Linked DNA regions of Sus scrofa: region 2 is linked to region 1. Evidence: chromatin contacts called from public Hi-C data. All regions are on one chromosome and are shown on one strand. Each heading gives the region's core, a stretch centred on a gene start, on an enhancer-like site or on the middle of the called end of the contact. The rest is flanking DNA. Distances are from core to core; before and after follow the strand shown.

What was found. A called contact is a pair of places that touch in the nucleus more often than the background predicts.
Region 2: a Hi-C map of fetal skeletal muscle shows a contact between it and region 1, with 6 times the contacts expected there. The contact joins the promoter of LOC100524391 here to the promoter of PTCHD3 in region 1. A contact is called at or near these places in 9 of 47 Hi-C or Micro-C datasets (fetal liver, fetal skeletal muscle, heart right ventricle and 6 more).

Annotation. Positions count from the first base shown.
Region 1 is chr10:38,934,971-38,940,126 of Sscrofa11.1, reverse strand. PTCHD3 (patched domain-containing protein 3) reads left to right here and starts at 2,644. Exons shown (of 5, transcript XM_021064277.1): 1 at 2,644-2,731; 2 at 2,807-3,281; 3 at 3,283-3,470; 4 at 3,473-3,777. The coding sequence starts at 2,644.
Region 2 is chr10:44,955,630-44,960,785 of Sscrofa11.1, reverse strand. LOC100524391 (putative methyltransferase NSUN6) reads left to right here and starts at 2,762. Exons shown (of 14, transcript XR_002336345.1): 1 at 2,762-3,318.

The sequences.
Region 1 (5,156 bases), core at 1,395-3,894:
CCTCCTACCTTAAGTAACCATACATCCGATCTCTTTTGTATGTGCTCAATAGAAGTCATTTGCGTTTACCAATTTTTTTGACTTGTCCCTTGTTAATGAATATTTGTATTACATTGTTTTCAAGCTCCAGGTTTCCCTTATTACAAAAAGTGTTGCATATCTCATGTAATCATCAAACTCTACAAGATGAATACAATTTAATCCCATTTTACAGATGAAGATTGGGAAAGGATAGAGAAATGAAGTCATTTGCCTAATCTTATGCATATAACAAGTGGAAAGGGTAGAATTTTAATCCAGAGCCTATGTTCTTTACGACCTTCTGTTGTCTTCCTGCTAACATGGGGAACTATATTAATATTTATTTACTATATTAAATAAAGTGTTGGAGGCATGCTGCAGAGCATATACACTAGGGTCTTCAGTGATGTTTATAATATGTTATTTCCTCATCTTAGGTTATGGATTCACAGGTGTTTATTTTTGTGCTTCTTAATTTACATCAGTGTCACATATGAACTTCCATATGTTTCATCTATTACACAACAAAAACTTTAAAAAATCCCGGGGAGTTCCCGTCGTGGTGCAGTGGTTAACGAATCCAACTAGGAACCATGAGGTTGCGGGTTCGATCCCTGCCCTTGCTCAGTGGGTTAACGATCCGGCGTTGCCATGAGCTGTGGTATAGGTCGCAGACACGGCTCGGATCCCGTGTTGCTGTGGTTCTGGTGTAGGCTGGCAGCTACAGCTCTGATTCGACCCCTAGCCTGGGAACCTCCCATATGCTGCAGGAGCGGCCCAAGAAATGGCAAAAAGCCAAAAAAAAAAAAAAAAATCCCAGTACTGGTATAAAGATATGTGGGTAAGTACTAAAGAAGAGTCCTTTAGATTGCTTTAAATTTTCTGACCTATTCCTGTGTGGCTGGGGAAAGGAGAGGTTGGAATAATGATTTAGTAATCCACGGAGAGCAAATCTCAAGTTTGGTCAAATATGGCCTCCATCCTTTCTGGACACATCTGCGTCCCTTCCATAGGAGCTAATCTTGTCCCAGTATTCATGGGTATGGTGGGAGACACAATGATACAGTTGATTGGACTAAGAGAGATAAACTGACAGAGATGTTACTGTCGATTCATTTCTTGGACTCAGTCGATTGGTCTATAAACAGGCACATGACTCAGGCTAAGCCAATCAGTGTCCTTTTCCTAGAATTTTGGAACCAGAATTGGGAACTTATGAAGATTCAAACTCCGATCTGCTGGTAGACGTTTGGGGAAAAATTCATTTGCATTGAAAGAGAAGAGATCCAAGGCAGACAGGAAAAATGACCAGCCACGGGTAGCATTGATGACATTCAAGGCTTGGTTCCAGGTGTTCCTGAGGCCCAGCTGCATCCAAAACCTTCCAGAGCTAAGTTGTTTTGTAAGAGTCCACAGTATACACTTAATAAATTACTTTTTTAAAGTACTTTTAAGAAGTTTCTTTTTTACTGAAGAGTTCTAATTTCCTTAGGCCAATTAACCAGCAGGTGGTGCTGCAGAGGTCTAGGAAGACAGCTATCAGGATAAGAGGACTTTCTCTGATGGCCACTGAGAGTTTAATAAGTTATAGACCTCACGACAAGTATTTCTACTGAACAGCTAAAAGAAAAAACCCTTAGCGGGAGTTCCCACTGTGGTACAGAAGAAATGAATCTGACTAGTATGCATGAGCATGTGGGTTGATCCCTGGCCATGCTCAGTGGGTTAAAGATCCAGTATTGCCCTGAGCTGTGGTGTAGGTCGCACATGCAGCTTGGATCCCGTGTTGCTGTGGCTGTGGTGTAGGCCAGCAGCTGTAGCCCCGATTAGACTCCTAGCCTGGGAACCTCCATATGCCGCAGGTGCGGCCCTAAAAAAGGGCAAAAAGCCAAAAAAAAATTCTCACAAATGTAATTCTTGTACTCTGAATAAAAAACATTCATTCACTTAGCATTGTTGATATCGCAAAACACTCTAAATAATCCTCAGGTTGTTATGAAATTAGGTTATGGCTAAGTAATGTCTCACTTATAGACTGGAAAAGTATAGAGCAGTTGAAAAGTGTTAAGATAAAGCTACACACACTCCCAGGCTAAGAAACTTTGACAAATTTGGTGATTTGCATATACAGTGCAATATTAATGAAAAGTACATATTTACATCTATTTTGATATGCCTACAAATGCAAAGAAAACTGTAAGGATAAATACCCACTTCTAAACCCTTGCATTAAGAGGAATGGGAGAGAAGGACGTTTTAGGGTTGAGTTTAGGGTTGGTTTTTTTTTTTTTTTTCTTCACTTTTCACTCTATGCATTTACTTCTAATTTTTACAAGGAGAATGTTACGTCTGTAGCTAAAAAATAAAAACAACTAAATTAGGTGTACCGGATTCACCAAAGCCTTACCCTGAGGACCATGCTTCTGGAAGATCCACACCCCCTCCCCCCGCAAGGTAAAGGCTGCCACTAAGAGCACATGTACTATCTGTGCTGTGTGTCTGTGTCTTTGTGCACGCGCCTGTGAACAAGCCAAATCACTCGCCTTTAGGAAGGGTTCCTCGTATTAACTGACTCCTGAGAGGATGGGCGCCAGGGACAAATTTAGGGCTAGTTAAGCTACCATGCGCCTCCCAACGAAGCCCCAGCATCCCGGAACGAGCAGCCAGAGCTCAAACGGACTCCCGCAGACTTCCTCCAGGAAACGGTTAGGTGGGGTGGAGAAGGGCGCTCCTTGTCTGACCTGCGACCCAGCTTGAGAAGGTTGAGACAGTGGCCTTTCACGCTGAGAAACCAGCCTTAGCTCCGCTAAGGTTGCGCTGGAGGAGGAGGAGGAGCCCCGGTGGGAGGCGGGGAAGGAGCCGGGCTCAGCATCCCAGCGGCGGGAGTCGGAGGCGGGGCCTGAGGGGGGCTCGCAGCTGCCGGGGCAGCCTGGGTCTCCGCCGCCGCCGCCGCAGCACTGGACGTCCAGTCAGGGACCGGAACCTGAGTTCGGCTGGGCGCGGTCTCTGCCAAAGCCCTTGGTGTTCGCGAAGCCCCGCCGCCGCGCCAACTGCCTGGAGACGCCCCTGTCCCGTGCCTTCCGGCCGCTGAAATGGGAGGTGGGCTCGCGCCCCTGGGTCTTCCTGCTGCTGCCCACGGTTTTGACGGCCCTCGTCGGCTCTGGCCTGATTTACCTGCCCAAGGATGCAGAAGAAGACATAGGGAGCCCGGCCAAGGCTGAGCGACGCTTTGTGCACGGCCGTTTCACCGCCAAGGACTCATTTCTTCTTCTCCAGGAAGAGCACCGAGTTCAATTGGGTCCTAGTTGTCTCCAGCACCGCCTCGCTGCTAGAATAAGAAGCCGTGTCTGAAATTAATAAATTGGACGAGGCGGTGCGGGGTTTGTCCGTCAGGGGTGGGGGTGGGGAAGGAACTTAGATCTAGTACAATGAGGTCTGCTCCATGAACCGCGGCTGTGGGTCCCCTCCAACCCACTCTTGTTCGCCTGGAAAACAGAGACCTCAGCCTGTGAAACATCACTCTCCCCATCTACAGCCTAGCCAAGTGGTATGGTCTACCTGGCCATCATCCTAGGAGGAACCCTCTTAGGTGAGAGTTTGGGCCCAAGCCAGTTAGTCCTGGAGGCCAAAGCCATGCGGCTCCGGTACTGCCTGAAGACGGGAGGAGAGGACATCGAGCTTAGCAAGACGTGGCTGATCCATTTCCTGAACCAAGTTAAGAGCATGGAAAAGAGTCTGGCTTTGGAGACTATCCAGGTACCCGGCCGGTGGGGTTTCAAGGGAGGTCAGGAAAGGTGGGAGGGATGGTTTAAGACTTGTGCCGAGGACCGTAGCAATAGCACTCCTTTTTCTTTTTTCTTTTTTTTTCTTTCTTTTCTTTTTTTGCCATTTCTTGGGCCGCTCCCGCCGCATATGGAGGTTCCCAGGCTAGGGGTCTAATCAGAGCTGTAGCTGCCAGCGTACGCCAGAGCCAGAGCCACAGCAACGCGGGATCCAAGCCGCATCTGACACCTACAGCACAGCTCATGGCTACGCCTGATCCTTAACCCACTGAGCAAGGCCAGGGATAGAACCCTCAACCTCATGGTTCCTAGTTGGATTCGTTAACAACTGCGCCACGCCGGAAACTCCTTGACTTGAAACTCTTCAAGTCCTCTACTGCATTTGGTTCTTAATCCAACTTTCCTAAAGTAACACACTGAAGGCTGCCCCAAATCTTAAATCCTTGGTACCATTCTGGTGAAAAAAAACCACAAATCCTACATCCTCAAGGTAAGTCTGTTCAGTACAGACATGGATCTTCAGGTTTAGTTTGGTTTTCAGGTCAAATTACATTAAAATTCTTACTTTGAGTTAAAGTCTTTACTAGTTTCCAGGAGCCCCCTAAAATTTGTTTGGAGTTCATTGGAATAAAAAAGAACACATCTTTAAGCAAAAGTTCAAGGTGTCCTTGAGAAAGATAAGCAGCTGAGCTTTTCAAAAGTAAGAGCACAGAGCCAGGCACATGTTAGCTGTTTCTTACTTGTTGGGATGGCAGACCTACTATCACTTGTTGGGATGGCAAACCTACTATCACCCTGAATAAGACTGGTAAAAGTGAGACACCTACTGGAAAAAGCCTTTGACTAGCAAGGCCTTTTTGAAATGATATTTGTGCAATTAAAATAGTACAAGAAAACAACCTAATAAAAATCTGGAAAAGCCAGAATGTCTGTAGTGATTTCACAGTTTTACATCAGATTCTGATTTCATAATATTCAAGAGTTTTAAACTTTAGATTTTTGAAAGAAACATTGGAAAGCATGACAGATTTTTTTGGGAAGAACACATCTTTGTTACTTTATTCTAAAATTATTATCCATGTGTTTGGATTTTTTAAGCATTCAGTCAGTAAGCTGTAGTGTTTCAATATCGTTTGTAACTCACACACAAATAATGGAATTTTAAGTTATTTGAGTATGTTTTTGTGGCAGGTGGTCTACTTTACATCACTTTTTAGACAACTGGAATTTGAGGCAACTTCTATGACAGTGATCCCCTTGTTTCAGTTGGCATACCTTCTAATCATAATGTTTGCAGTCATATCATCCTACAAGTAAAACACTCATTAGCTTTTTAAACTCAACTTTAAAAAG
Region 2 (5,156 bases), core at 1,513-4,012, 6.0 Mb before region 1:
TTAAGTCTTTATGTTCTTTGAGCCAATAACTCAACTTCCAAGTACACAATGCACAGTTAGCTGGATAAGGACACACAGATGTGTCAATTAGGATGCTCATTAGAGCACTGCTCCTTTTTGTGGAAAACTAGTAACAATGTAAATATCTTTCACTAAGGGTTGAGTAAATTAAAGTATAGCCGTCAGATGGAATACAAGTGGTCCTTTACAATGATGTACCTCTGTATTCACTGACACAGAATAATGTGCAAATTGTGTGTTGGGAGCAGGGGGATGGTAAGCCTGTGGAAAAAACATGATACAATCCTGTCTTCTGGAAAACTGCATATAAACATGTGTAACAATGTGCAGGCATCTAACATATCTTAAAGGCTGTTCATGAATATGTAGACATTGGTTAAAGGTGAACTTTTTTCTCTATGTATTTCATACTGTTTTAATTCTCCTCAGAATGAGCCTGTGTTATCTTTATAGTCAGGAGGAGCCTATCTTATTTTAAAAACACTTATAAGCCTATGATAAAGATGTCACTTCAGTAAAACCTGCCAGCCTTTTTACTGAGCAGGAACTAGAAAGTAAATTAACAACAAACCAAAACCCTCCTGTCTGTAAGGAAGATTTCAGGGCAACCATCAAGCCTCAGAATCTACTCTAAATCATATATTTCACAAAGCCGGAGCAAAAGCAGAAAGAGGTAAGAAATTAAGCAAGAGAAGCATATGGAAAATGAGGCCCGACTTCAGTACAGAAAGAAGCCAACATTTTTTAACTGCAATATATTCTACTATGGTTTAATCCAACACTTTCCAAATTGTTTTCTGTTGCTCATTACTGTTCTGATTGATATTAGAGATATTTCAGGAATGGGGCAAACAGGCCATCAATCATGTAAAGTATTGTAGGTTTGAAAAAAAATTAACAGAAAAAACATAAGACAACACAGTTACTTGTCGTTGGGGAGAAAATGTGTGTTAGAAATTGTGTGCTGGAGAGTTCCCATCGTGACTCAGCAGAAATAAATCTGACTGGTATCCATGAGGATGTGGGTATGATCTCCGGCCACAGGGGATCCAGCGTTGTCGTGAGCTGTGGTGTAGGTTGCAGACGCGGCTCGGAATCCAAGTTGCTGTGGCTGTGGCAGTTAAAGCTGTTAAAACTGTGGTGGGTGACATAGGGGTACATGTCCCCTCCTTTTGTAGATTGCTCCTACCCTCTACTCCTGTTCAGGCTCTGAGAGTTATTTCAGCTCTGGGAGTTTGCTTTTACTCATTTGATAAAAGGTAATGATAACTACTGTCCAGAGCTGTTGAGCTGTGTAATGGATGTAAGTGAAACCTTGTCAATGTATCATATAAAATAGGTGTTATACTTTTTTTTTTTTCTTTTTAGGGCCACACCTGTGGCATATGGAAGTTCCCAGGCTAAAGGTCCAATCAGAGCTGCGGCTGCCAGCCTATGCCACAGCTCACAGCAACACTGGATCCTTAATCCACTGAGCGAAGCCAGGGATTGAACCCATCATCTCATGGATTCTAGTGGGGTTTGACATCTGCTGAGCCACAATGAGAAGTCCAGTATTATACTTTTAAAAACATCTCTGTGAGATTTAAAGAGAAAAAGATTCAAGAAAAAACTTGTCCTACAGTTCTGTGTTAACGACTACAGTGGCTCCAAAAAACCCTGATTCTCAGAGACAGTGTAGGGGTGCTGAAAAAGAAAATAGGGAGCTTGAAAAGAACAGAGCCATCTTGCCGCCACTGTCCATCCCATATCTGTATGGGAACTTAAGGTGACCCATACCAGGGCTCTGAGAAAAACAGTCATTAGGACTTGAGAAACTCCAGGCCCAGAGTGTTCTAAGCATATTTGAAAGTAGCTAGACTGTGTTTAAGATTAATCATCAAAGAAACAATGTAATACATTTTGCACAGTTATATATCTTCCTGTATCCCTCACGTAATTAAAAATTAATATAACATGTTAGATACAGCACTATACATGTATTTCTCCCTTTCTGTTCCCGGTCCATGATTGGAAAGTGATTCCCCTTGGATCGGCCTGTGTAGTAGAGCTGTTTCCCACCTTCTTCCAGCGTCCTCTTGGAAGGAAGACAACAGGTGGACTATTTTTATTTTCCTATTCCATTATAGGATACTGTGACTTTCATTAGGTTCCTTCTCTCTTTGAATCTCTCCTCCTCTGTAACAAATATCATGCCAAAGGTCTCCCCAGATTTTTAAAGTATAACTCAACTATGATATAGGTAATTGGTAGTTTTATTCAACTAACTGTAAAAACTACCTCTGCGTTTTAAAGTTTCACCTGAGCATTCATGGATATTAAAACATGATTAACCCACTTGTTATAAATTTGAATAATGTTGTTTATCCACAGCTGAAGGCACATCAACAAGCCCAGGAGACGTAAGGTAGTTTCATAACGTCAAGGGTGGCTGATAGGTCAAAAGAAACTCTGGTTTCATCCTTTCTTTGGAGGTCACCTAGCAGGTAACTGGTCCCTCACCGAATACGGGCCAGCAGGACTCAACCCTCCCCGGGTGCCCTGGCATCCAGCTCTCCCCGTCCGGATCTGCTCTTTTGCTGGATCAGTTTACTCTTCAAGGCAGAGCCCCTTCTCCTCCCCCTAAAGCCCCGCCCATTCAGGCCTGCGGCACCGGGACGCGTCGCGGGCGTAGCTGGGAAGCTTCTAGGGACGTGACGTAGAGGCAACTGGCGGCTGCGGATTGGAGGGCAGGGGGGGAGAGGTGTGTCGCCGGAAGTGACGCACTCCGGAAGCGGCTCTCTGTGGCGAAGCTGGGACCGCGGGTTTGGAAATCAGGGTTTAAGTTGGATGTGACCAAGTTCGCGCCAGCCTGGTTTCTAGCTCCTGTCTAGTTCACAGAGGAGTCATTCACGAGTTTTTCCCGCTCTGCAACATGAGTGGCCTGGCCTCGCAGTGATTTCCGTGAGCGTGGCTAAGGTGGGACCTAGGTTGGGTTCAGGTCAGGCGAGGACGCTGCTCTAAACTACATCTCGCTAGCCGCTCTGGCTCTCTCTGGCTGAACTAGAGAAGGCCTGGAGGTCCCCCCGCGTTTCCGACGTGAACCTGGCGTAAGCAGAGAGCTGGGGTTCGGGCGGTGGCGGGGGGGATTCATCGCCCAGACGCTCCTTGTAATTCGGAGAGAGAGAAAAACGACTGTTGTCCAGCATTTTTCTTGGAGGAGGAGAACTAAGCAATAGGAACATGTCTGTTTTCCCTAAAATATCGTTGAGACTTGAAGTTGAAAACTACCTTAAAGCGAACTTTTTGAATAAGGAGGTAGGTCGAACAAGTTGGGTAATAATTGTGAAAACTCAGGGAGAAATAGAAAACAAGTCTAAAAGGGAATGTACTGCCGTGTTTCTTACCCTTCGTCTTTCCTAGGGTAAAATAAATGCTAATGTCTTTGTGCAGGTATTGAATTAATGCTTTGCGTGCTAAGAGGTGAATGGGGTGTATGTTTTAACCACTAGGAGTGGGAAAACAACACCACCACCACCACCTAGGAGTGGGAAAGAAGGGAGGGGAAAAAAGCGTTTTTGTGCCTGGTAGTAGGCGTGCACTGAAGAGGTTACAAGGATAAGCAGGAAAAGATCCCAGTTTTAAGTTAAAAGACCCTGTAGAGAAGAAACACCTGTATACACGTACAGCGCCTGCGCTGGCCCTCAGGTGAAAAAGATGCTATAATTCAGTGAGTGCTTTTTTAAAATTTTATTGAAGTACAGTTGATTTAAGTGAGTGCTTCTGAAATGTCACTACGTGTGTTAGGTCATTTGCAGACCTTCACGTTCTCACAAAATTTTTTTGTTGGAGTATAGTGGACAGCAGACCTTTACATCTTGATCTTAGAAGTCTTTTTTTTTGGTAGAGCTTTCCTCCCCATTTTTATAGCTGAGAGAACCGAGGGTCCAAGGAGACGTTACTGAATCAAATTGACGTTCCTCTCCTGTTACAGTGTTGGAATGTGAAGGCAAAGAGCTCAGATACAATGGGAAAAGGGATGGATTTGGAAACCCCTGCTCCCCGATTTGCGGGCCCAGTGCTTGAGGAAATTACTTCACATCCCTTAACCTTGATTTCTTTTGTGAAATTTGAGGACGGTTAACAATAGTAAATTTCCAAGGTTGTTTTGAGGAGTTAATCATTAAGTGCTAGCACTTGGCATCGTTCTGGCTCATAGTAAGCCCTCAACAAATGTTCCTTGTGCTGGCAGGGCCTAGCCAGAAGTCCACGGTGAATGTTGATTGTCTTTGATTGCCAAGCTTGTGCTCTTTCCACCTTAGTTTGTATTTTCCAATCTTTGGTTTTCTATCCAAAGTAAAGCCTCATGAATGTTATTGATTTTCAGAGATGTTGGTGAAGCCATGAATTGTAGATTTAACTTCTACATTTTATTTCCCAAGATTATGTTAAGGGGCAAAACAGTATTGAAAGAGAAAGTATCTCAGTTTCAAAGAACTTCAGGTATGAGGAGTGTATTAAGACAAATAGAGGCATTCAGCAAATTTTTTTCCCAGCAATTTTTTTTTTTTTTTTTGGGTCTTTTTGCCATTTCTTGGGCTGCTGCTGCGGCACATGGAGGTTCCCAGGCTAGGGATCGAGTTGGAGCTGTAGCCACCCGCCTACACCAGAGCCACAGCAATGCAGGATCCGAGCTGCGTCTGCTACCTACGCCACAGCTCACTTAACCCACTGAGCAAGGCCAGGGATCAAACCCAAAACCTCATGGTTCCTAGTCGGATTCGTTAACCACTGAGCCACCACGGGAACTCCTGCCAGCAATTTTTAAAGTGGTTAACATTATTTTGTAAAAGAAGACTGAAATGTCATTCTTTGACCCCACTGTAGTTACATATTACCAAGAGAAAAACCATCCCTTCAAAGGTGATGGAATATTCAGTTAAAAAAAACCCTGAGAAAGTACTAATATTTTTAAGTTAGTGGATTATTAGCTGGTAATTGGTTTATGAAGATTCTGTGAGGGTAGAGTATAGGCAAAAATGACAAAAAAGGGTGAAATATGTGTCTTGAAAAGCCTCAGTTAATTACAAGGAAAGTTGATTATTTCTGACAGGTATCTTGCTACCTGTCTTTTTGGACAATAGCTATTTGTTACA